Regions from separate parts of the Mus musculus genome. Here all the other regions are linked to region 1. Evidence: chromatin contacts called from public Hi-C data. All regions are on one chromosome and are shown on one strand. Each heading gives the region's core, a stretch centred on a gene start, on an enhancer-like site or on the middle of the called end of the contact. The rest is flanking DNA. Distances are from core to core; before and after follow the strand shown. Region 1 has its middle 22 kb from the start of Gm36235. Region 2 has its middle 160 kb from the start of Lpin1. Region 3 has its middle 36 kb from the start of Gm36372.

What was found. Hi-C and Micro-C count contacts between places; a contact is called where the count stands out from the background.
Region 2: a Hi-C map of rod photoreceptor shows a contact between it and region 1, with 4 times the contacts expected there. The contact joins two enhancer-like sites.
Region 3: a Hi-C map of rod photoreceptor shows a contact between it and region 1, with 4 times the contacts expected there. The contact joins two enhancer-like sites. A contact is called at or near these places in 1 of 484 Hi-C or Micro-C datasets (rod photoreceptor) and 2 of 115 datasets of contacts at active chromatin or transcription factors (embryonic stem cells and pancreatic cancer cells).

What each region holds. Positions count from the first base shown.
Region 1 is chr12:15,991,985-15,995,714 of GRCm38.p6, forward strand. No RefSeq gene overlaps it. Among named protein-coding and RNA genes, the nearest start is that of Gm36235, 22 kb to the right of the region's middle. Within about 2 kb of position 2,152, at least 9 of the 459 cell types and tissues checked have an H3K27ac peak or open chromatin away from gene starts, as enhancers often do. A contact at or near this core is called in rod photoreceptor, where this site is marked.
Region 2 is chr12:16,423,688-16,427,417 of GRCm38.p6, forward strand. No RefSeq gene overlaps it. Among named protein-coding and RNA genes, the nearest start is that of Lpin1, 160 kb to the right of the region's middle. Within about 2 kb of position 1,619, at least 17 of the 459 cell types and tissues checked have an H3K27ac peak or open chromatin away from gene starts, as enhancers often do. A contact at or near this core is called in rod photoreceptor, where this site is marked.
Region 3 is chr12:16,267,076-16,270,805 of GRCm38.p6, forward strand. No RefSeq gene overlaps it. Among named protein-coding and RNA genes, the nearest start is that of Gm36372, 36 kb to the left of the region's middle. Within about 2 kb of position 1,741, at least 7 of the 459 cell types and tissues checked have an H3K27ac peak or open chromatin away from gene starts, as enhancers often do. A contact at or near this core is called in rod photoreceptor, where this site is marked.

The DNA of each region.
Region 1 (3,730 bases), core at 902-3,401:
AGTGAGACATGAGCCTCTGGCTCCATTATCCTACACATGGACACCCAGCTTCCCCAGTCCCATTTGTTGAATGGACTTTCTTTTCTCTAGTGCTAATACTTTGCTGTGGCTGTGTAAGTTTATTTATGAGTCTTTTATTTTCTTTCAATCACTTACATGTCTCCTTTTCTATCATGTTTGTTACTCTGTACTGTAACTTGAAGTCATAGGTGATAAAGGGACCTCTAGCAATGTTCGTTTGCTGAGAATTGCTTTAGCTAATAGGCATTATCAGGCTTCTATATGAATATCAGGGTTGCCTTTTCCATATCTTCAAATCTTTCATTAGAATTTTAATGAGAATTGCATTGGATCTGTAGATTTGCTTTTGATAAATCAGTAATCTTACTATATTAAGTCTTGCTGTTCATGAGCAGGAGAGCTTTTGTAATCTTTTTATTTTATTTTATTTCTTTAGAAATTTTATTGTAGAGATCTCTCATATCCTTAAGTAGCTTTTTTTTTTCCTGGACATTTTTTTTAAGCTAAAGGAAGTGAGATTTTCTTACCAGTTTCCACCTCAGAGTATTCATTATGGGTATATAGAAAACCTATCATTTTCTATATTTTGACTTCGTATCTTCCTAATGTTCTGAAAGTGTTTATTAGTTCTAGAATTTTCTGATAGATCTTTAGGTCTTTTCTGTATGAAAGAATACCATCAGGAAATAGGAGTAATCGCATGTCTGAAAATAAATTCTCTAGTTCTTCCTTATATTTTATAGAACTTCAAACATAAATTCCCATTCACTATCAGCAACCTGGGCCACGAATGAAAATCTCCCTCCAACAGTAGTGAGTTCTAACCAATGGTGTGGCAATTTGAGTTCCCTCTGTGTCTCTGTCTCTGTGCCACCCCCTACCCCCAACCTGCTTTAGGCTTGCTCTCAAATCCCACTATTGTGGGGCCAGTGGAAGCCCTGTTGGCCTGCTTCCACCCTTTTGACACTTCTAGGAATCTGCAAGTCTAAAGACAGAACACGCTTTGATTTTCTTCTGCTATGTTCCACACACTCACAACATTGAAGAATGCAGAATCTTGTCGCTGTCTCCTTTATGTCCCTATATTTCTTCTTCATTGACTCACACTTTCTATCCCTTTTGTACTATACTCTAGAGGAATTTCATGACTCAATCTCCTAGCCTGTTAATTTTCGCCTAAGGAGTCTTCTAGTTGTATTTCTGCCCCACTAATTCTTACTTACTGTTAATGTTTAAGATCAAAGTGACTATTTAGAAGAGATGGTCTTTGCTCTCTTGCCTATTTAAAGTTACTGTTCTAATTCTTCTCTATGTGAACTAATTTTTATTCCTTAAACATGCCTTTCTAAGAGTTCTATCTTTCAATTATTTATTTGTCTATTTATTGGTATCACTATATAGCCTAATCTGGGTTAGAATTTCCAATTCTCCTGCCTCAACTTTCCAAGTTCATGCACTTGCAATGCGGTGTGTGTGTATTCTACCACATCTGGCTCATTCTGCAATGTTCTTTAAATGTGAGTTTAATAGAGGTCTCTGCTGCTCGGACTTGAAAGTGTCTGTCCTATATAGAAATATGTATTTCATGAAGTACTGTTTATAATTTACTTTCTTTTTGAGATTTCTTTTTTTGTGTCTTGGGTTTTGGGGGGAAAAGGACAAGTATTTTGTGCATATGTCAACCTAACCCTTTCCCTGCTGCTTTCTAATTAAGGTTTTTTTTTATGTTTATTATGATATAATGTGGTCTTTGGGCAGTTTGTCACAGAGCTCCCTTCTGTGTGGAGTCAGGAAGTTGGTACCAGTACTATGGCAGTGTTGACAACCACATAGGAACTATTTGAGGAGTAAACACAGACCTTAGTCATCTGAAAGGTTTTTTTTTTTTTAATTTTTGGAGTTTTGTAAAAATAATAAGTGTGTGTGTGTGTGTGCACTCGCCATATGTGCACAGTTGCCCTGGAGGCCAGAAGAGGGTGTCAGATCCAATAAAGTTCAAGTTATAGGCAGTTTGTGAGTCACCCAATGTGAGTTCTGGGAAGGGAAAGAAGCCTTCTTAACTGCTGAGCCATCCTCTCAGCCCCTGAAGGCTATTCGCTGACACCTTGAGCATGTTCAAATATCTCTGGGGGAGGAGAATACTTCCTTAGGAACATAGTGATGAGTAAGCAGCCTGTGTATCTGTAAATAACCCTTCACCTGTGCAGCAATAAATAATCCCAATTAAACCCACTGCATTACGAGGGAGGGAGGGAGGAAGGGAGGGAGGGAGGAAGGGAGGGAGGGAGGGAGAAGAGGGAGACAGGAAAATAGATAGAGGACTCCTTGGGAAGAAGAAAGAGATCAGCAGGAGTCAGGGGACAAGACAGGGTGATGGGAATGAGACTGATCAAACCACATAAATGAAAATTTCACAATAAAACAACTAATTATGTGATAAGCAGAACACAATCAAATAAATATGAAGGATAATCTACCAGCATACAATGCTGCATCATTGAGCAATTAGCTTGAAAACACATTAAAAAGCCACTGAGTTCGTGGTGGCTTGGAGGAAATGATTTATGGGGAAAATATACAACAACTAACATAAACTGTTCTAGACAAATAATTTTGAATATGAGATAGTTTTAGGGCACACTTACTATTTTGTCTTTCTAGATTACATAAGTAAAATGATGTTACAAATAAGTACTCATAGTCTAAAAGAGCTCTTTAAGTAAATAAAAATAAAAACATTTCACACCGGGCATGGTGGTGCACGCCTTTAATCCCAGCACTCAGGAGGCAGAGGCAGGCAGATTTCTGAGTTTGAGGCCAGCCTGGTCTACAGAGTGAGTTCCAGGACAGCCAGGGCTATACAGAGAAACTCTGTCTCGAAAAGCCAAAAAAATTTTTAAAAATTAAAAATAATCCATAATTTAAAAAGCAAACATACAAACAAAAACAAAAGAAAACCAAACAGATGGCAGTGTTAATGTGCCATAAAATAGAGTGGCATTTCCTTTCTAATGCACCTTCAGATTAGTGCATCAGGTTGCTTGAGTGCAGTATTAGGTGGTATTTTCAACATTGTTTAGCTCCATTACACTGTATGAGCCACCACACTCGGCCCCCATGAATGCGTGGGCAAATTGTGGTTCCAATGAGAACCGCAATGTTCGAGCAGGAGAGAGTAGGATGGAGCATACATATGTCTAATAGCTTGCAAGCTGAATCCAAGATATTCAGTGGCATAAAAACCAAGTCCAGGGGAATAGGATCTGGAGGAAGAAGAGGAAAAGGAGAAAGAAGAGCAGGAAAAGGAGGATGAGGTGGAGGAAGACCTATGCCCCACTCCTGCATGCAGAAAGAAAACGGTTCTAAGTCTCCTTACGGTTTCTTTCTCTGTTCCCGCCCACAGCAGGTTAGATGGTGCCTGCCCACATAATGCAGGGCAATGTGCTTTATCAAGTTCTTGAATTTATCTAGAAATATGCTACATGGCTGTACCAAAATAATACTTCTATGGAGGCTTCAGGGAAGAGCCAACTGACATCCACACGTATGCAACCTGAATTGCAGCTACTATATTTTTCTTACTCCTGGAGGAGTTTATTTTCTGAGATCTATTAACTGATGCTAGAGAGATCCAATAGGATCTCTATCTTCATCAAAGCTTACAGTCCATCTTAGTAGTTAAAGCTACTATTGCAGTGATTAAACACCA
Region 2 (3,730 bases), core at 369-2,868, 430 kb after region 1:
AAATTGGCTTTATGGTAGAATATGGTATTGCATATGCACGAGCACATTTTGAACATAACTGAATATAAGTATCACTGTTTCATTCTTGATGTAATGATTTGAATAGGTTTGGCCCCCATAGACTCCTATGTTTGTTTACTTGTCCCACAGGGAGTAACACTATTAGAGGGTATGGCCTTAATGGAATTGGTGTGGCCTTGTTGAAGGAAGTGTGTCATTGTGGAAATTGGCTATGGAGTTATATGCTCAAGCTCTGCCCAGTGTGAGACACAGTATTTCTTTTGCTGTCTCCGGGTGAAAATGTAGAACTCTCAGCTCTTCTAGCTCCATGTCTACCTAGAAGCTGCCATACTTCCCACCATGATGATAATGGATTAAACCTCTGAAACTGTAAGCCAGCCCCAATTAAATGTTCTCCTTTATAAGAGTTGCCTTGGTCATGGTGTCTCTTCACAGTAATAAAATAAAAGTAATAACTCTCCTGAGGTTTAAAGACCTTTAGAGATTTCCCCCAAATCAGAGGCCAGGCCTGCTGGGATTTTGGTGTCCATAGTCCCTCCATATTCACAAACCTGATAGCTGCATAAAATCCAGACGTGGAATTGCTCAGGAGGATACCTTGTTCATAGCACTGAGTCCTCAGATGAACAAAGTGAGGTCCAGAGAATGTGCAAAGTCAGGTTCCACTTTCAAACTGAGCTGTGGCACTAGCACGATGGGGAAACCAGGCCTCTTGAACGCAAGCCAGGTCCCCTCCTTCTGCACCAGGAACTCATCCACAGACAGTGAACCACCCCACAAAAGTATTGCTAAGAGCCTCACCACCAATGGCCAAGGACAGAGGTGCGTGATACGGAGTACAGCATTGGAAGTGATGAGTATGGACAAGGTCATGGATGACGCATGTCTGGATTAAGCTATACACAAGACGCCAAAGCAAACTGGGTGGATTTGGAGGCATTTCCATTGAATTCTTTTCTCTGACTTCCAAGAAATCAGTCACTGAACCAGAAAGTCACTCTGTGGTTACCTGATAAAATGGAATGAACAGTTTGAGATGAAAACTGGGGTCATCTTACAGAACTCCATCCAGCATGAATTTTGAACCAATAGTAGCTTTCTTCCTGTTAAAATGACTAATCTCTTCCAGCCACTCACTAGGCAGTTTGCATCATCATCATCTTGACATAAAACCATCTAAGAGAAAATACACATATCAGAGGATTATTTCAAAAATTCTCTCAGAGACAATGTATAAATGTGAAAGCAACTTCCTTATAGATGATGAAGAGTTGAATATGGAAAGGTTCCAATGTGCATTTGCTTTCCTAAGCTGCACACGGTAGGAGGCTCTGCAGGTGATGCTCTGTCTGAGAGCCTGCTTTTTTATTTAAGTAGACTTTTAAAATGTAGTGTGCTGATGGAAGTGCCACTCACCAATAATTAGCAAGTAAGAATTTAGCAGGTAAGAACAGACCTTGGGGTTGGTCTATTTTGGCAGAAGGGCATTTGCCTCTAATATGATCTTGGGTATTAAATCAGTGGATTAGTCTTGCTCCAGATGAGCCAAGAGGCTTTTTATAATTCTCTTCTCTCCAAAAGTAAACCACAGTCAAAACTAGGTCACAGATGCAGTTTGAAAATAATGACTAACATCTGCAGAGCCAAGTTATGGCTTCAAGAGTGTATTCACATCCATTATCTCATTGAACGTACACGCACACTCACACACACACACACACACACACACACACATTGAGGCAGATATTTCTACATTAGGGCTCAAAGGGTAAGCAATGAATCAATGACAATACTGGAGCCCTTGACATTCACCTCACCCTCTGCACATCAGCCAAGCCATCAACCAAAGTTACAGCTGTCACAGAACACCTATAAGTTACCCAGAGCCCAAGTGGCCAACATCTACAAATGGCTACATTTGCTTTGTCGGTGTGTGGGAGGAAGGCTGAGAAAAAGGACATTCTAGGCAACATGGAGACATGTTCACTTGGTATACAGCTATTCTGACCTCTAATACTTTTTCTTGTTTCTTAAAGAAACCTAAAGTTCAGGTACTCAGTAATTAAGTAAGTGAAAGATAAGCTCTGTCTAACACAGTACCCATTTGGTTGTGATTTTTGACAGTGTTCACTTTTGAAAGAATAAAGTAAAAAGCAGGCAAGAATTTTCTTGTTCTCCAGAAAGGCATATTCCTGAGGCTTGCCCAAGAACTACTGTACCACCAACACTCAGTTGATCTGCAAGTTTATGTTGAATGCTGGCAAGGTCTCTCTTCACATATTCGCTGATATTTCCTTTCTTCGGGATGGTAACTCCAGCTCGGAAATGAGATGTCAACGAGGAATTTTCAGCAATTTTTTTGTACATATCTGAGTTTAAGTGTTGGAACCCAGACAGAAAATTCAGGATTAGAAAAGAGAGCCTTGCCAGACTAAATTCTTCAGAGTTCTCATGGAGGCAGGAGGGGAGGTTAAGAATGATGCTGAAGGGGAGGCCCCGGGCCCCCACAGCCCCTCTCAGTGGAAGATGGCCAACTTCAGAATGTCTAAAATTTTCAGTTAGGGGAGTCTGAAGCCTACACTGGAGAGGAAAGTGTGGGGAGGAGCCTTTGTTGGAGTCTAAAGCTGACTTTCATTTCCAAGAATCTCTACAGTTAAGAGCACAGTGTAAGTTTTGGTTTTTTATTATGAGGAGAGAAAGGTGCACTTTCTTAAAGGAAATACATTTTATATATAATCTTCAGAAGCAAAAACTCCTTAGGCTATCACAGAAGTCAACTTTAGATGGTACAATTTCACATTTTAAAACATAGGAGAGGGGGATCTGGGAGTTTAGTGGAGTGGAAGCACACTTGCATGGCACTTACAGAACTCTTAGCTTGTTCATTAGCAGCAGCAACAACAACATACACACAGAGAGACACACAGAAAGAGAAAGGGAGAAAGAGAGAGAGAGAAAGAAGTGAAAACATAATTAAAGTTGAGCCTAAATAATATCAAATCAATCAAGATACAAACTTTACCTTTGACTAACCATGGGGTGACATAGCTAAATTCTCCTCCAAATAATTACCACATTGACTGTGAAAACTGTATGATGGTAGTTGGGCTGATACACACACACACACACACACACACACACACACACACACACTAAACATCACAAACGTGGTGGCTGAAACAATACAAACTTATATTTTTATAGTTCTGGAGACAGAAATCCAAGGTCTGTGTGTTGCTTGGCAGGTTTCTCCTGGAGTTTTTCTTCTTGCTTTACAGAACACATCTCTCCCTGATCCTTCCATGTTCTATGTGTCTGAGCCATAAGCTCTCTTCATTTATTTTGACAGTAAAGGGACTTGAGTCTAAGGTCTTTGTTATGCTAGGCAAATAGTCTACAGCTGAGCTATATTCTCTTCTCCTTCTTCCTACAAAGTTATAAAATAGAGCGCACTCATATGGCTGGGTTTTGCAAAATACTTGTATGAATAACCATTATCTACAAATATAGTCATATTCTGAGGTACTGTAGTTTAGAGATACAAATTTAGAGAGATATGATTCAATTTGTCACATCCTTCTGGCTCCTCAGAATCAAGCCATTCTTGACTATACAACACGGTCACTCAAGCCAATATCCCACAACTTCTTCACTCTATCAACCCAAAAATGCCATCTAGAACAGTCATGTAAGCAATTCAAGGTATGAT
Region 3 (3,730 bases), core at 491-2,990, 270 kb after region 1:
CTTTTGTGTTAGAAAAAGACGATGAAAATGACAGCCCAGGACACCCTCTTCCTTTGAGAGTTCTGGAAGATGTCACCAGTCCAAGCACAGCAGTTTAGCTTAGCACTCAGTAGGATGGGAGGAGGGCAGCTATCCTCAAGATGAGATTTTTAAGCCATCTTGAATTCTTTTATCTGTTCTAAAATTTGAACAGGGAGGCATGATGACAAGTAACTACCCGGAGTTTAGGGGTGTCATTCAGAGACCAAAGCCCTAATTCAAGAAGTCTACTCTTCTCTTCTGGATTCACAGACAGACACTTGTGGGAAGGAACTGGAGGGGAAAGAAGACTTTTCTACTGACCAGCATGTGCTGTTGTGGAGATGTCTCCATTCCACAGGGAGAACCAGTCAAACTGTGTCCTTCAAGTGCCTGTAATCAAATTATAAGTACATGTTAAAGTGTCCTACTGCATTCTGTGAATTCTGTGGATTCTAGGCAATTACAGGACCTGAAAGGGTGATGGTTAGCACGGAAGAGGAACCTGAGAGAGTGAGGATTAGCATGGCAGGGTCCTAGCAGTTGAACATGAGAAGGTATATGGTTATCATGGAAGAAGTTTGGCACTGAAACATTAGAGGGTGATGGTTAGCATGAAATATGCATAACGATGGAATATGAGAGGGAAACAGAATGGAAGAGGCCTGGCTGTGGACCCTGACAAGATGATGGTTAGCATGCAAGAGGCCTGGAAACTTTGAAGTGTTATTGGACTAAGCACACAAAAGTCAAAAGGAGCTTTACAGAATCAAAGTTAGTTCTGTGGAGGTCAAGGGTACTCTTATGGAGATCAGGAGTAGTCTCTTGGAGAATGGGTGTAGGTCTTAAAGAGCCAAGGGTAATCTCCTGAACGTCTGTGTTTTTAAGATCAAGTGTGGTGCTAAGTCCAGGTGCAGCACTGACTTGGTCTACCCAGGTAGGGTAGAGACAGAACATAATGTCCTGAGCTCTAGATACATGGAGCCTTCTCAGGTAAGGCTCCTCTAATCTGGATCCCCCTATATCCTACTAACATCTTCTCCCATATAATGCTGGGTGTTCTTGGAAGCCCATTTGATCACATGAGCATGAACGTCACTCCTACAGGATTAAGGGACCAGGGGACAGGTTCAGATTTTACAAGAACTGAATCTTATAAAATGTCGGTGGGACCCAACAAAGTAGTTCAGTTGGTTAAAACACTTGATTCTAAGGCTAATAACCTGAAATGATGGCCCTCTGACTTCTGGACTTACCTTGTCCTCTGACCTCCGCAAGGACTCTGTGACAAGTGTACACACATACACATAGACATACACGGAGAGAGACACAAACACAGGCACACACATGGACACACAGTGTTATAGAGAGTACATAAATGTAATAATAAATAAATAAATATAGGTGACACTTTATTTTATATATATTTCACAAAACATAGGACCAGATAAGAGCTGAGATGAACAGTGAGACTTGAGTCATTAGTTTTACAGCAAATATGGTTGACTGGGGTTGCATCTAAGTTTTCCTTGGCTCTTGTGGACACTCAGAACTTGCTTAGGGAAAAAGAAAAGATCAAGTGGCTCCCCACAAAAAGGTGAATAAATCAGACGTTTCTTAGCCTTATATTTAAAAGGTGATTTGAATCCTTCCATCTAGATGGCAAGCACTCCGGGGCGTCCTCTGAGGACTGACCTCACTGGCTATTTTTGTCTAAGTCCCCGGACTGGGCATCAGAGGGATTTACAGGCTATGATCACCAGGTCTAAGCACAGGGAAGCTGAGAATCCGGTCATCTGCTATTTGCAACCAGATTAGATAAATCCTCCAAGGAATGTATGTTTTCATTTCAATGCTGAATCACAAAAGAAACAGTTAAAATGGAAACCAACCGGAAGGTCAGTTTCAAGATCGAGGAGGAAGGATAAGGGCCTTGCCTCAGCTAAAAGCCTTTTCTCCCCAGAGAACACATGCCATCAGGAAGCCTGCCTATTGCCAGACTCATCCTTCCCAGCACTGAAAATATTAAGGAGCGTGTTACCCATACACATCCTCTAGACACAGAGGATTCTCAACCCTTGAACCATTATTTCTTAAGCCCACTTCCTAATTTCCTGCCTGCTGTCCTGATTAAATTACTCATGCCCCAGGTGCAGTGAAGTGGTGCATCCACCTACCTAACATCTGCTTCTGCATGTTCCTCCAGATGTGTCACTCAAATTCCTCCAGGTCCCCCTTGATCTACAAGGACATCCCAGATGTACAAAATAGGAACGCCACATCCTCTTCTCTACTGAAGAGCCACAACTAATTAATTAAGAAATTAATTAATTAAGAAACTCACTAGCCTAGCTTCTATCTTTAGCTTTCAGATTTGACTTGACTTAAGACTTTGCTGCTGGCAGGGGCTCCTGACAAAAGGTAGGGGGGTCTCTATTCAATCTGGAAACCATGAGGCACTTGTGGGCACCAGTGGACACACAGAATGCTCACTAATGTGCCCTCGAGAATCCGTTGGTGGATAGGCTATCACAGCTTCTGCAATTAGGAGTAAGAAATCTTACAAAGTGCAATGTCAGAGAGCAAAATAAAAAGATATATAGAATAAGGCCAAAGCCTTGGAGACTCCTTTCACCTCCAGGGGAGCACTAATCCCCTAGTGTACTACAAAGATGTTTACTGGATATCAATCCCAGAAGGAAGAAAGCCAACTGCACGTCCTTGCCTTGTCTTTCTTTTGAGTGCCACAATGCCTCTCTCCTGGGACAGAGCTGATGGAATGGTCATTTCTATCATTTCTGCAGGGGTCATTGGGAGTTCACTGCAACTGCGGCTCTCCAGCTCACGGCAGTGAGATCTGGATCTCAATGATGTTCCTAAGATGATGAGATCATCCTGGATGCCAGTCAGCTGATTAAAAATAATCACATTCCATTTTTAGAGAACTCGAGTATTTTGTGGGGATGGAAAGTCTAAATTTTTTATATGATTGTCTCATTCTCATTATCTTGGAGACGGAAAGAAAGCTATGTATGCCCAGCTTAGCTGGAGGTAGTATGATGCTGGCTGCTTCTCTCTCTCACTCTCTCTGTCTCTGTCTCTGTCTCTCTCTCTCTCTCAGTCTCTCTCTCCCTGTGTGTGTTGCATGCATTTATCACTGTGATGATGTATACCTATGTATGCAAATACATGTGTGCTTGCCTCCATATGTGGAGGATAGAGGTTGACATCAGACCTCTTCCCCAAATCACCTTTCACCTTTATTTTTAAAAACAGGCTCTCAGTAAACTTGAAGCTCATTGGTTTGGCTAGACTGGCTGAGCAATGAGCTTCAGGAATCTGCTTGTCTCTAGTATAGCCTCCTATCCTAGCAATCAAGTTATAGGCACACACCACTATGCTTGGCTTTTTAAAAACTTGGGTCCTAGTGATGTAAATTCAAGTCTTCATGTACAACTGGAAGAGAAGTCCTCCTCTAGTTACTGTTTTCTGTTTCTTCTTCCAGTATTTATGTCAAGGCTTGCTGGCAGTTTATGATTTTATATTTTAAAGATGAAAAGACTGCAGTGCAAGACACAAAACTTAAGTTGACTTTGCAAACTATAGCAGCTGGAGGAGGTGGAGTCAGATTCTAATCTTGGGCCTGTTTATCTCCACAGCCAGTAGGGCCACTGCCTTCTCTAGAACTACCTGTTTTCTTGTTGCCCCTAAA